2 separate regions of the Gossypium hirsutum genome follow, and region 2 is linked to region 1. Evidence: chromatin contacts called from public Hi-C data. All regions are on one chromosome and are shown on one strand. The core of a region is the stretch at or near the end of the contact, and the rest is flanking DNA. Distances in the headings are between cores, read along the strand shown.

What was found. A called contact is a pair of places that touch in the nucleus more often than the background predicts.
Region 2: a Hi-C map of leaf shows a contact between it and region 1, with 4 times the contacts expected there. The contact joins the enhancer-like site here to the promoter of LOC107961750 in region 1. A contact is called at or near these places in 6 of 34 Hi-C or Micro-C datasets (callus, hypocotyl and leaf).

The regions. Positions count from the first base shown.
Region 1 is chrA06:84,477,763-84,485,574 of Gossypium_hirsutum_v2.1, reverse strand. LOC107961750 (ethylene-responsive transcription factor 4) reads right to left here and starts at 5,101. Exons shown (of 1, transcript XM_016897850.2): 1 at 3,156-5,101. The coding sequence starts at 4,189. The coding sequence ends at 3,503.
Region 2 is chrA06:84,804,689-84,812,500 of Gossypium_hirsutum_v2.1, reverse strand. No RefSeq gene overlaps it. Among protein-coding and RNA genes, the nearest start is that of LOC121231084, 120 kb to the right of the region's middle. Within about 2 kb of position 4,715, at least 9 of the 9 cell types and tissues checked have an H3K27ac peak or open chromatin away from gene starts, as enhancers often do. A contact at or near this core is called in hypocotyl and leaf, where this site is marked.

The DNA.
Region 1 (7,812 bases), core at 3,852-6,351:
AATTTAATTTCTTTTTCCCTTCACCTAATTTTTTTTTCCATCTTATCACCTTATATAACATCTACCTCTCTCTCTCTCTCTCTCTCTCTTGTTGTTCTTTATTTTGAAGAGGGTTTATGAGTTTCCAAGTATAGAGGAAATTTATTGGAGGAATGTAGGGAAGAAACTATTATCAATTTTTTTCCATCTCCACTTTATAATCTTATTCTTCTTTAATACAAAACAAAAATATGTATTTTTTCCTCTTATCAGCATCATTCATACCATCAATTAAACAATTCAAAACTGAAATCTGCAGGCAAAAACTTGAGAACCCAAAATGAATAAAAAATTGAACATAAAACAATGAAATCCTAAAGTTGATCTTCAGCTGCAGTATTATTTTTTAACCACAGCTAAGGTGGTTCAGTCCACAAGTACAACAAAGGACAAAAAAAATAATACACGAGAATCACCAACACAAAACTAGTAAATAACAAAGATACAACATATACCAGCAAAGTGCCAGTATACACCACCAAACTAGTACCAGCAGAGCTAACAAACAAAAAACCCAGAAAGTATTCGATCGAAAAGTGTCATCCTTTGCTTAAGCATCCATCGAACCATAAGTGCCATCCTAAACTCAAATCACAAACCTTTTCATCTACTGGCTTTGATTTTTTTAGAAAGCTCCCAAAATCACAACTCGACCACTATTTCTTTCTGTGAGGCCTCCTTTTCCACCGTCTCCATCTTCAAATGGAGACTCGAAACTGAAGGAACTAGATAAACCTGGATGAGATTTCATCTCTAGTCCAAGGTCTAGTCAGCGTCCCTAGGATGTTTCAGGCCAATCCGAATAGTCAGGTGTTGCATCTCGGGAAAGGGAGGCTTCCATGTTTATCTAACGGCGAAGGCATGTTGAAATTTGAAGTTTCCTTTTTTTTTTTGGGGGGGTGGAAGAATGTTAGATTTATGAGATTCAAAGCTGTTTTGGGGGAAAAGAAGGGTGAAATTGAATTTAGATCTATAACCTATGAAGGTTCCGGCTCAAACTGACGAATGTCATGGCGGAGCATGCTGACCTGAGGATTCATTGTTATTAAAAATAAATTCTGGTATAATTGTTTTTAGGTCCTTAGACTTAATTGATTAATTTTTCTTTCTGACAAATAAGCTCACGGTTCACGTGTCAAAATCTGATAGAAATCAAGACAGTCAGCCTTAGGTACCAAAATGTTAAACGAAAGAAATTTCAAATACCAAAATAGATAAAATAAAAGTATAAGTACTACATTGACAATTATGTCAAAATATGGAAGCATTTTATGTCATTATCCCTTTCAAGCCCCTCACTCTCTCCATTCAAATGAGTAAAGGAAATAAAAATATTTAAATAATTTTTTAAATAATATTTTATTAAGAAGAAAACAAAAATGTAAAAACGAAATTTAATTCAGCTAACAAGATTAAAATTTTATTATAAAAATTACTTATCTAACCTTATTAATATATTATTTATTTAATTTTCTTCAATTAAATTTATACTTAATTAATTTAAAATACTAAATTATATTTTATTTACACTGGTTTTTCAACAATATTTTATTTATAGTATAAACAAACAATATAGATAGAAGAAATATTAATTGGCGGTTGCTTTTTCTTCTGCTGTGCTTTTATATAAAATAATATTTATATATATCACGCTCTTTCTCTTTGAGCGTGAAACGTGGCGCATCAAGAGGGATCAGCCTTGTCTTTTTTAAAATCATGGCAATACAAGGCAAAAAACGAAAAACAACAAGGGGTCCCACAAAACCAAACAACTTTTAACGTAAACACGCCGACCCGCCGGCGTTCCTGTCTGTCCCTTATCCGACACGTCACCTATTCTACCAAAATTATTTATCCATATTTCATATAATAAAATAATATTTAAAATATTTTCTCTCTTTTTTTTTTTAACATTTTAGTCGTTGGTGCATAACATCCCATCCCACATAAGCTCCAGATATGCACTCCTTTACTTTTAAAAAAAAAAATTTTTGGAGTCCACATGCAATTAAAATTATCATAACGCGTAATTATACCAGAGGATGGCAACTACTAAGCGTGAACCGTATCGGTAATGTATACTTTAGACAGAAAGAATGTTTAATATTAAGTCGAGCAATAATAGGATAATGGAATTAAAAAGTTGTTGGTTAATGATTTTAATAAGTTTTTTAAAAATATATACGAGAAAGCGAAATCTTTGAGCATAGATATGGACGCTCAAAGACCGGGGGACCCCACCAAAAGCGGCAGCCGCGCATTCACCTTACTTCCACTTTCAACGCCCGCGTCCACGTGGGACCCGGGCTTGTCTCCTTACTCTCCTTTTTTTCGTGTTGATAATAATTTTATTTTCTCAAAAAAAAAAAACGATAATGATTAGATTTGAAAAACGGGAAGACACACACGCAAAGATCGGACGGTCATATAGCACGTGCAGTTCCGACACGAATCTCGATAAATACCCCTCCAGTCAACATGGGGAATTCTACCTTTCGGTCTCCTATCTAAAAACCCGCTCTTTTATTTTTCATATCACCTCACGCGCCCACTTGTTTTTTTCTTCCCTCTAAAACAATGTACTCTTGGGTCCCACAATCCCAACCCTCTTCCAAACCTAGCCACCTGTGCTCCCATCCTGATTGCTAAACGGAAAATCTCAGAAAGGAATTATAGCGAATCTTTTTTATTATTTCCATCCTTAACCAATGGCATGAAGAAAAAATAATACCAAAACTGTAATTACTATTTATTTGCCCATGGTTTTGGATATTTTGACAAATCTGGTGTTGGGAAAAAATTGGTTCATCTATGCATTTCAAATGGTTCTAAAAATGCAATTACCAGCACCCATTTCCCAAAACTTGAATCATAAGTAATTTTTCAAATTAGTACAAATTAAGGAAGTTTGATAATATATCAATTCAGCAACCAACAGAACAAAACAAAAAGTAATGCGCTCATAACACTAATTAAAAATAGATCAGCAAAACACGTAAAGTTATCCATCATAGATCAAGAAATTGCCGGAATTAGTTTTCAGATTCCGGCAGAAATAATTACTATCAAACCCATAAATATACGTAAATCAAAAAAAGAGGAAACAACTAGCGGGATTAAGGAAACTTGTTGTGCTTAATTCATAGGGGGAAAAATTACAGTAATTAGTTATTAAAACAACAGACAAAACTGATGTTTATCTGCTGCAAAAAAGGAGTTCTTGAGCTAACTATACACATAATCTGGGCCATTCGATTGCCACGATAGATCACATCAAAATATCACAGCTGTTGCCGTAAATTTATCTCTTTTTTTTTTTTTGGGGTCTCATTTTCTCTAAAATCTACCTTCGATATTTCCTCGGGACTGCTAAGAAAGTTATGTTTAAACAACGAAATTTTAAAAAACTCGTTTTTCTTTTTTGCCTTTCCGCTTTGACGATCTGCGAATATTAAAAAATAAATCAGGCAATTTCCGGCACGGCAGGTTGGTTGAGATCGATATTGAGAAGCGGGCGCGACTTGACCTCGTGGTGGTTCAAATCAACGACGGATGATGAGTCAGAGTCGCTTTGTACACCATTAAACGTCGCATGAAGATCATGATGATCGAATCCAAACCGTTGAAATGGGTGTCCTTTCACTGCACCAGGCCGAACGAACGGTTCAAAGTAGAAAACTTTGCGGCCCGCAATATATGGCACCGGTGAAGCTTGCTGGAAAGGAAATCTAACAGCCGTAGGCACGTAACCAGTAACCGCCTCACCTTGTACGAGGTTGAGATCTAAAGGCGAAGAGTCTACCATGAGCGCCGGCTCACGGCTCGAGGATTCCACGGTGCTACTCTGGCTAGGGCTATGGTGGTTGTTGTTACCATTACTTTTACAGTTATTACCTTTGCTGAGATTCTCACAAGGGACCGGAAAATTAGTCTTGGCCTTGGCGCCGCGAAATTCCCTAGCGGCGGCGTCGTAGGCTCTGGCTGCTTCCTCGGCCGTATCAAAGGTTCCTAGCCAAACACGGCTCTTCTTCCCTGGATCTCTGATCTCAGCAGCGTAACGCCCCCATGGACGCTTCCTTACTCCTCTGAAATGAACCTCGTTATTATTCCCAGTACCCTTGACGGCCGCCGTTTTCTCCCTCGGTGCCATTTGAGAAGGGAAAGCCTCAGTTTTCTGTTTTCCGCTTGAAGAAAACGAAGAGTTGGGCTATGTTTTAATGTTCTCCTTTGGTAAAAGGGTATTTATGTGTGGGGTTGAGATAGAATGGAGGAGGGCGAAGCGAGGAGGATTTTATAGAAGGGGAGGAGAGGAATCGGCGAGGAATTGAAGCAGAGTCTAATGAAGGGTACAGTCAAGGAGGGATTTGACTGAGAGGGCGGCTGCCTGGTGGCAGTTTTGTAAATAACGTGACACGTGGGTTATCTTATTTATATCATCATGGCTATTATTATACTATTATCTAACGGATGTTATGATACTGTTGATTGCGTGCGGTAGTATGGGTCTCCATCTCACACTCTCTTCCATCGCGTCCTTTCACACAAAGTGGTGGAAATGGGAACAAGTCGCGTGGGGTAGGGATGTGAAGTGAGAAGAGGGAGTTCCAAAAAGTTGTCGGCATATTCTGCTAACTCGCCGCGTGACATTTGGTTATTTTATGGGTTGATACGATAAATAAGGAGTGGGGGGCGCTGGCTAGTGGCTAGCCCTTTATTTTATTTGTTAAGCCCCGACCCAGCTCCTTTTGAAGCGCTCGCTTGGACCAACAGGTGTTCCTCAGCAATCCAATTACAAGTGGGCACGTTTCATTTGTTCCTTACGCGTGTTGATTGCCACTTAGCAGTCGTAGAAACAAAAACAATAAAGCCTCCTCAGTCTAACGCCTGCTGCCCACATGATTAGCTTCTGACGTCTAGTATCATTTTCACCCGACAGCTCCCACCCTCACTCTCTTTCAACTTCTCGTCAATCTCACGCTCATTTACCCGCTTTTTAACATGGAATTGTTTGAATTTGTGATCAAGAAGCAGTAGTAATAATTTAATAATTATTTGTTGATTTGTTGGTTAAGAGAGTGTATGAAATAATAAAGTGGAATAACAACTAAAGAAGTGGTCATAGAAATTGAGAAGGTAAATCTTATTACAACAACCGTATAGAATAAAAAAAGGGTTTAGTTTCTTAATGAGTTGTGTTTTCTAGAAAATTCGTAGATTATAGGACAAATGTTTATATAATTAAAAAATAGGGTGGTGTGGGGGACAGCCCGGGCGGCTGCCCACAAAAATTTCCTAAGATTTCACGCTCCACAACACACCCACCAATTTTCTGCTGCCGGCTGTTGAGCGGAAACGTTAGGCCCCACACCTTTGAAATTAATTTAAAATTATGGTTGAGCCTCATTTCATTCTAACGGAAAAAATAGGAATTTTTTTTTAAAATTTTAAGTTAATTGAGTAGAATTATTCGACAGTTTGAGATAATTTGAATAAATAAATTAAGTTTTAAGTTCTAGTTAAATTGAATTTTATAATTTAAATAACTCAAATAATAAATTAATGTATATATCCCTTTAGTCTTTGCTCAATTTTAAGAATGAGCTAATTGGTTTTTTTTCAATAAAAAATTCAAATAATTTTTAAATATTTAAATTTTTATAAAAATCTTAAAATTTATATTTTTAAATTTTTTATAAAAATACAAAAATTCTAAAGAATATATAAAATAGTTTTAAAAAATTATAAAATAATAATTTTGAAAACTTAAATAAGTAAATTAACTATTTAAGTTGATCATACTAAAATATCTTTTTTTTATTTTACTTTGAAATTGAAAGAGTTTTTAAATATATATAGTTTCAAATATATATATATACTCTAAAATAGAATTAATTATACGGTGACAAGATTTTAATTTAACATATTTAATTTTTTTAATTTAACTCTATCACCTTATTTGATTTAAAAAAAATCAAATAGAATTAAAATAATAAAGTAAGACTCATCAACTCAATTAACTCAATATTTTTTTACTCAATTTTATCCTAGCATTCACCCCTATTTAAAACCATCATGTTGTTCTACTGCTTCAAAATCTCACTTCCATTTCAATATTTCATTTTCCTTGGTATGAAATTTTAATTTAGCACTGATTGGTACTTATGTAATTCAAATTTATGATTTTTTAAGGATTGACGTGAAAAAGAGTAGAGATATAATGAACTGGTAAAAGAATCAATAAATTTTATTTTTATATTTTTTATAAATATATTTTATAAGGTAACATATTTAACTTATATTCTTTCCGTGTGTATTTCGATGAGAAATTTAAGACTTCTTTGTTTTTTTTTTTTCAAACTGCTAATCTTTTAAAATGTAATATTTCAAAATCCTAGATTTCGTGAGGTTTTTTTTTTGGTAAATAATTTTACAAAAGATTAAATTATTTAAATTTCATGACTTAAAAAATAATTATAAAAGGAATAATAATATTAAAATTATAAAATAATTTTCTAGAATATAAAAATATACGATATAAATATCATTAGATTTGTAAAAAATATATTTGTACCAAGATATAGATAACCTTTTAAAATTATAAATATATTTTAGAATTAATAAAAAATGTTATTACATTATTTACCTTTAAAAGTTGCTCTTAATTATCACTTTAGTACCTAAAGTTTTGTTTGTATTTTGATACCTAAAGTTTCCAATTTAGTATTAGGTTTCCCTAACCATTAACAACGTTAAGAAAAAGCTGAAGGGGTGTCTTCCCTGCAAACCCACGTCGAACAATCTTTATTTTCTTTAAATAAATTAAAAATATAGAAAAAATGTAAAATTATAAAAATAATCCTAAAATGAAAATATATAATTTTTCTTAGAAAATAGGTAAAATATTTTAAAAATGAATATTCAAAAAAGAGAAGAATTTAGAAAAAAATAGAAAAAAAACAAAAAGGAATATAGGTTTATAAATATCTATAGTACTTTTTAATAATTTTGAATGTCTTTCAATTTTTTTTAATATTTTGCATTTTTAGGAACAAAAATAAAAAAAAAAGGAAAAAATCGCAAAAAAGAAAAGAAAATCAGAAAAATAGTCATGCAACGAACATTTTTTACTCAAATATACAAAATATATAAACTGTACATATACTTATATTTTCCTACTTTTTTCCCCAATTTTTTGTTCTTTTTATATTTTATATATTTAAAAAATGAAAAGTATATTTTTTATTTTTGGATATTGTTTTTATTTTTTTATTTTTAAATTTTTTTGAGATTTTCTAAATTTTTTGCTATTTCTTTTGAACTTATGCTCTTGTTGTACTATACTTGGAATAATATTTTGTACACCTCAGTGGAGCTTTTAAACTCTATAAACAGAGTTAAGGGTCGACAAGTATCTTATAGGAGTATAATAAAATATTAAAAAATATTTAAAAAAAAGTGACAAATGACAATTTTCTAAAATTGATTGTGGAATACAAAAAAAAAGTATATTATAATTGTATTAAATACTAACCTTATATATATTTAAAAAAAAGGAAGAAGAAGAGGAAAGTATATATATTTAAAAAAGGAAAGTATATTTTTAAAATTTCTAAAATTTTCTGATTTTTTTTAAAATGATATTTTTTCCTATTTTTGGATATTTATTTTTTTGTATTTTATATATTTTTAAGAAAGAAAAGTATATATTTTAACGTTTCTGAAAATATTTATTTTTTTTTATTTTAAAAAATATATTTTTCTAAATATATTACT
Region 2 (7,812 bases), core at 3,466-5,965, 330 kb before region 1:
AATCCGAGCTAACTTCAATATCACTATAAAACATGGGAAAATACACAAAGGAAACTAATAAGTTTAGTAAGCTCATATGATATAAATTTAACTAATTATAAAGAAAACATTCATCAATCTAAACATATTATCATGTACTTTATGATTACTAACAAACCTTTCACCTGCTTATTCATAAGCTTATATACAAACTTTAAAACTTTTTCGATTTTAAACTCGTAATATACATGTACATACCTGTACCAATCCATAACAAGCTCCTACATACATGGAATGTCGTTGAATGCTCAATTCCTCGCACACTAAGTTCCATGCTCGATATCTTGCACACTAAGTGCCACACTCAATGTCTCGCACACTAAGTGACGCACATAGCCGAAGCTATCTCAAATCGCACACTAAGTGCCATATATAGCTGAAGCTATGTCGAATCGTACACTAAGTGCCACAAATAGTCGATTTGTCGTTAAACATAACTGTAGCCCCGTATATACAATTTATGCAATATCAAAGCACTAAAAGCATAATATTTACAATTCTTAATACATATGAACTTACCTCGAATGTGAAAACAGTGAATCGAGTCAATTAGTCGATAACTTTATCTTTTCCCTAATCCAAGTCCGTATTTCACTTTTCTTGATCTAAATATATTCAAAATTAACTTATTTAATCATCTATTCATTCAATTTAGTCCAAAACACTCTTTAAGGCACATTTATACTTTTGCACCTAAACTTTCACATTTTTTGCAATCTAGTCCTTATCACATAAAATTGCAAATTCATGCAATTTAGTACAAACCCATACTTAGCCGAATTTAATACATGTTACTAGCAGCCCATATTTTCAATTTATTCACACTTTTAACCACCACATTTCACATTTTTTTCAATTTAATCCCTTTTTGACATTTTTGTCAAAAAATCACTTTACAAAAACTATTAATCTAACATTAAACCTGCCAAATCTATCATAAATCATCAAATCACTTAAGCATTCAACAATGGAAACATGAAAAATCTTTAACAGTTTTGAAATTTAAGGTAAGGGATCACAAAAATATAGAAATCATAAAAAATGGATCAAAAACACATACCTAATTGAAAGGAATGAGATTGCCGAAAATTTAACACTAAAGGATTAGGTTTTTCTTCTTCAATCGGTTAAGAACACCATTAATGAATGAAATTTGATTTTAGTTTCATTAATTAAAATATTATTTGTCTTTTTACTAATTTGCCATTATAAATAATTCATTTTTACACAAATGTCAAACCAAATATCATCCACTAACTCACAATTGGGCTATTTACCTCATAAGTACTTAAACTTTAAGGTTCTGGAGCTATTTAACACCTTTTATTAATAGAACAACACTTTTATACTTTACACAATTTAGTCCTTTTTATCAATTTGAGCAAATAAATACTAAAATTTCTTAACGAAAATTTCACACCACCATATATTCATGCTATAAGTATTAAAATAATAATAAAATAAATATTTTGACCTCAAATTTTTGGTTCTGAAACCACTGTTTCGATTTGACTAAAAACGTGATGTTACACTATCCTCCAACTCTAAATCAATATTAAGGACACCACCTAGAGAACCCAAACCCGACCCACCCAAAAGTTTATCTTTCTAGGTAACTCCACTCACCGGAGTTGAGTCCACCACCATATTTTCCAAAAGGCCTTCAGCACCTTCCTTAAACTGAACTGTTTTGGTGCTGCAATCTTCAATAGTGCCTTCACCATCTTCAATCTGATCACCGGACAAGGATTCAACGTCATTCATTGAGAAGGATTAGTAAATAGTAGTTTTATTTTATTTATTGCAATTATTTTTTTACAATGAAATCGAATCAATTTAATTGTGAGTCTTTCGGGATAAATTTTTTACAATTTATTGCAAAAATATTGTATTTTATAAGATATGATGGTTTTAAAATTATTTAGAAAAATATGGTAGTTTTTCTCTATTCAAAAAGTAATCTTACCAGTGGGATCATTATGTGTAACACATGTCACATTTTATACATTTATTATTATTTTTAAAACATATAATTGACTATTTTGGCCATCCATTTAATTTTTTTTTCTCTTTTAACCATTTAACTTACATTCTTTTTGTCAAATCATCCCAAAATGGATGAAAAAATTAATGTTTGTTAATTTTACTAACATGACATACAGGTAAATGACACGTCAACATTTAATTATTTTTTAAAATTTTAAAAATATTAAAATATTTTTATACTTTTTAAAATTTTTAAAATTTTAATTTTAAAATTTAATTAAATGCTAACATGCATCCACATTTCAATTCACGTATATGCAATATTAACAAAATTAAAAAACATTAATTTTTCCATTTATTTTGGGGTGATTTGACAAAAAATGTAAATTTAAGGATTATAAAAGACGAAAAATTAAATAGAGGGCTAAAATTACTTTTTTTTATAAAATTATTAGAATAATTTTTTTTTATAAAATTGAAAGATCAAATAAGTCATTATATATTTTCAAAATTTAAAATGAGACAACTAATACATAATAAACCTACCATCTAACATGGTGACATCACTTTTTAGATAGAGAAAAGCTATCATATCTTTTAAATAATTAAAAAGAAAAAATGATGTTTTTTTTTAAACAATGTTTAAAAATATAATATTTTATAAACTATTTAGGACCTGTTTAACGTTGCTTTTGAGAAGTGATTTTAAAAAAGTGCTTTTAAAAAACACTTTGAAAAGTTTAGTTTAAGATTTATATGTTTATTATTACTGTCAAAAAGTGATTTTAAGAAATAATATTTTTATTTTAGACATAGTGTTATAAAGTAACAAATAAACATTTAAATAATGTTAAGATTAGTATTATGATATTTTAGTAAGAATATAAAAAATAATTTATTATAATTTGTTATTAATATATTAATATATGAAAGATAAATTTTAAATTTTTTTAAGCAATTAATATTAATTATTTAAAATTTTTAATTTCAATATATAAATTATATTTTAAATATTAAATATAACCAATAAATATTTGTAATTGAATATTAACACATTTGTATTGTTTTAAGAGATGATTTTTTATTTTAAATTAATGATTTGAAAAAGAAACGGAAAAAGAAAATGGAAGTACCATGTGTTTTTGAGAGAAAAAAATGGAGTGATGAAAAAGTAATAATACTTCCCGAAGTGCTTTTGACACAAAAAAAAAGTTAAAAAAAATAGCTTCTAAGGAAAAATACTTTTGAGTGAAACTGTTTTTTAAAATTCACTCATTTAACCTAAAAGTTGTTTTTCTTAAGCACAATTTATTTTTTCAAAAGTGTTTTTCAATTTTTTTAAGCATTGCTAAATAAGCCTTAATGGGATTGGTGTTTTCCAACACGCAAAGTTTGTGGTAGTTATATATAGGGTTAAATTTTGCTATCAGTCCTTATATTTTGTAAAAATTGTAGATTTAATCCATTTACTTTAATTTGATATTTTTTGTCTTTGTACTTTTCAAATTTAAAAAGTTTACTTCTCACCACACTATAATTGTTAAAGTCGTTAAGTTATACTACTTTTATAATAGAATTCGACAAATAGATTATCATATTTGTAATGTTATGTTGACTTGTTATTTTCATATATTGGATTAACAACTTTAATTTATATTCAAATTAAAATTTTGAAATCTGAAAAGTACAAGGACTGAGAATGATCTAGTCGGAGAATATAGACTAAATTTACAACTGTATATATAGTACAAGATTATTAATTGAATTTAACCAAACGGATTTAACTGATATTGTTTGAGTTAGAACTAAAATTGACCAATTAAAAAGTTATAGGGACTGATCAAAAGAATTTAACCTGTACATACTCTTCATTTTTAATTTGATTAAAATATGCAATATGTCCTTTTGTAAATTTAAAATTTAATTATTATATTTTTATTTCTAAGAATTTAGGCCTTGATTGATAATCCATTAATAAAATTAAATTAATTAAAAAATAATATTTTCAGTAATTTATTTCGGTTAGCATGTTTGATAACAAAAATTAAAAAAAATGATAAGAATTTTTTAATGAAAAAAGGTTGAAATTAATAAGTAGATTATTCCTTTAAACATTTTACCTTTAAAATTTTTAAAATTATTATTTATCAAAACAATCTACTCACATCTCATATTTATAGTTTCAACTAACATATCAAATAGATTTTAAAACTTAGTTTCAATATTTAATTTTTCAATTTATCAAATAACACATTACTCTTCTACTTTTAATTTTTAAATTTTAGATTTAATTGTTAACATTATTAAAATTATTTTATAAAATTCAAGTTTCTTAAAATATTTTTTTAGTTACATGACTACAAAGTGAATCTTTCTTTTATTCTAAAATATCATATCAATAAATTTTAACATTAAAAATTTAATAATATTAATAATTTGACTTAAAATTTAAAATTTAAAAGATAAAAAAATTAAATTACTAAAAATAAAAATATAATAATTAAATTCTAAATTTATAAAAAGTACTGGTGTTAGAATTTAACATTTTTACTCTCTTTTGTCTTATAATTTTACATAATCCCCAAAGTCTGCACTAAGTCAGATAAGCTAAGCTTCATTCATCACTATAATTACTATTGGCCGTCATTTCAGACTCCCACCATGGTCCCCATTTTCTTTATGGTCCAGTCTCACCCTTGTCTATGGCCACGCGTCGACCTCACGACCCTCTATCTGAACGAATCTGTCGGCAGCCAAGGCGTTCACGGCTTTCTTAAATTTCACCGCCCAAAGTAATTTAGTTTTAAGTCATGAAAGTTGTTTGGTTCTGTTGCGGGTTCTTACACAGAAAACACGGTGATGTTGTGTGCGGCGGCGATGGCGGCTGTTATTAGTACACACCGACACCGACGGTTTTATTTCTCGTGTTTCGCGTTATTAATATTATTAAAACGGCATTGGTAGTTGAGTCTTTCCCGCTTCTTCACAGTTGATAGTATATCTATTTATTTAACGAGGCGGCCATGATATGATTTGAATGATGGATGATGCATGGGTATGCGGATTTGATGTGCCATGCCATCATCTTTTATCATCATCATTATTGTCATGTATGAGGATGATAGTTTATGGTGATATGTGGCGGATTGATTCATTGACACTTCTATTTTCCAGTCATTTCATCGAGTTTAATTTATAAAAATAAAATTTGAAAACGACGAAGAATTGGCTGAGATTCTTGAGGGGAAGAACAACCAAATCCAAAGTAGAAAACGGATTTTGCCCAATACCACTAAAACTTGAGGGTAAAAAAGAAAACAATGTGCTAAATTTAGAGTTTTGTATATAAGATTTTTTATTTATTTTTAAAAAATGAAAAATGAAAAATCAAAATGGAAATTTGATATTTCGTACGATATTGTTGGTGCATCACATCACATGTTATGGAGCCGGACGATATTAAATCACTCGAGGGGGATTTGGACGGTGGCTAAATCCTATCCACTAATTCAGTGGGCCCAGTGTTGAAAATATGAGCAAGCTCTCATGAATTTGGAAGTAGAGTTGTGTATTCGATTGAGTTGAATTGAATTGAATCGAGTCGAGTTAAAAAAAATTTTGAGTTAGTTGAGTTGACGAATCTTATTTTAGCAACTGAATTCAATTTAAATTTTTTTGAACTGGATCAAATCAAGTCAAAAAATTTCAAGTCGAGTTAACGAATCCTATTATTTATACTCAATGTTGCGTTTATATTAACCGATTATTTAACTAGTAATTAACTACATAAATAATATAATAGTTATGCCTTTTAACTTAACGAGTAAACATTTATCAAAACAATGTAGTTTTACCTTTTAACTTAATGGTTTTGATTTTTAACTTTATAAAAGGTAAATATTTATAAAAATAGCGTAGTTTTGTCTTTTCTTATTCGGATTTTTTGATAACTCGAATTGTGTAATTCATATTCGACTTAAAATGGAAAAACTTAATTTTTTATTCGAGTTAATCCAAATAACTTGATTAACTTAAATAAATCGAGCTATTTAATTCAAAATTTAAAAATTTTATCGAATTTTTCGAATCGAATCGGATTTTGCTCACCCCTACTTGGAAGTAGGGCTCAAAAATAAATAAATAATAATAAATTACTTAAATTCGAAATAGGTAAATTACACACAATGTCACTAAATTATTAGTAAGTTTATATTTTAATTATTTGATTTTAAAAATTTACAAAATGATCACTAAACTATTTGAAAATTTTCATTTAAGTCGTAAGGCTGTTAAAATCGTTATTATATCGCCTTCTTTGTTCGCATCGCCTACACTAACTAAAACTCTCATTCCTCTTCTCTTATACAATTTTGTTTCTTTTTTTTTTATGAAATAGCTTTAAACGTCACCAATCTGTGAACCAAAATCTAATTTGTTTTCTTCTTTCATTTTCGACATTAATTGTTAGATCGACTTTGATCTAAAGTATATTCTTCTGCTCATTGATGGGTACTAATCCATCGTACCGATTGTAGAATTGTGGCTTAGTGTTTGCCAGACTTCTTAAAGAAACTTAACATCCTAGCGACTTAAATAAAAACTTTTTAATAATTCAGTGACTTAAATAAAAATTTTAGAATAGTTCAATAACTTAAATGAAAATTATTAAATAGTTCAATGATCATTTTGTAACTTTTTAAGTTAAGTGACCAAAAATGAAAACTTACAATTTAGTGACCTTAGGTATAATTTACTCGTTTGACATATATAAGTAACGAATTCACAATTATCCGATTCCAACTTAATTTTTTAATTTAAAATTAATTTAATTTATTACAATATAAAAATATTTAAAATAACAAAAATATTTTTAACATATTATGTAATTTAATTTTTTTAAAAATTACTATATAAGAGCTACTGATGATTTTATTTAAATTTTTAATTTTTAAAAATATTTATAAAACATTAGAATTTTATAAAATAATGTTCAAAAGCATAAAATAAAGTTAATTTTATCAAAATATGTAACAACCCCATACCCGACCCAACCGCCGAGTCAAGGCATCAAGATGTCACATTCGTTGCCGAAGCAATTACTGAAAATTTCAAATCAATTTATCATATTATTTAATCAATATAGATCATTAACTAATTTTAGTAATAATTAAATTTACGATAAAACTAATTATGAGTTAAATGAGCTCATTAAAACATCCACAATTGATCAAATGCTAAATTTGTAAAGTTCATAAAAATTGTTGAACTGTCATCGCAACGTTGGGGTTTCCATGTCGTGACATGGCGAACTTGTCATCGTGACGTCGTCGCTATTTTTCTATAAGTTCCATGTTTTATTTTTGTTTATTTATTTTATATCATTACCTGAACCGTATTCAGATGTTATAACTGCCACTTCATTTTATATATCATTCACTTACATATATTTCTAATCACCAGTCCTTATAAAAACATAATATTCAATGAAAGATAAAAAAGTTTATAAAATTAACACAAATATTAAAATTTTACAAATAAGACCATTAGATGACTTGCACTTACAAAATTAGTTTACCTAGTATATTTCATATTTATTTCTAAATTGTGCCAATCAATTAATTCTTCATAAAATTTTAACAAATAACTCACATCAATTAACAATTATTCACTTATTGCTTTATTAATTCGTTTAAGCATACTCATATGTATTAATCATTTCATCATCTACAACTATTTCGAAATATTTTAAATTTATCGACTATATATATTCATATATTTTTCCTCCTC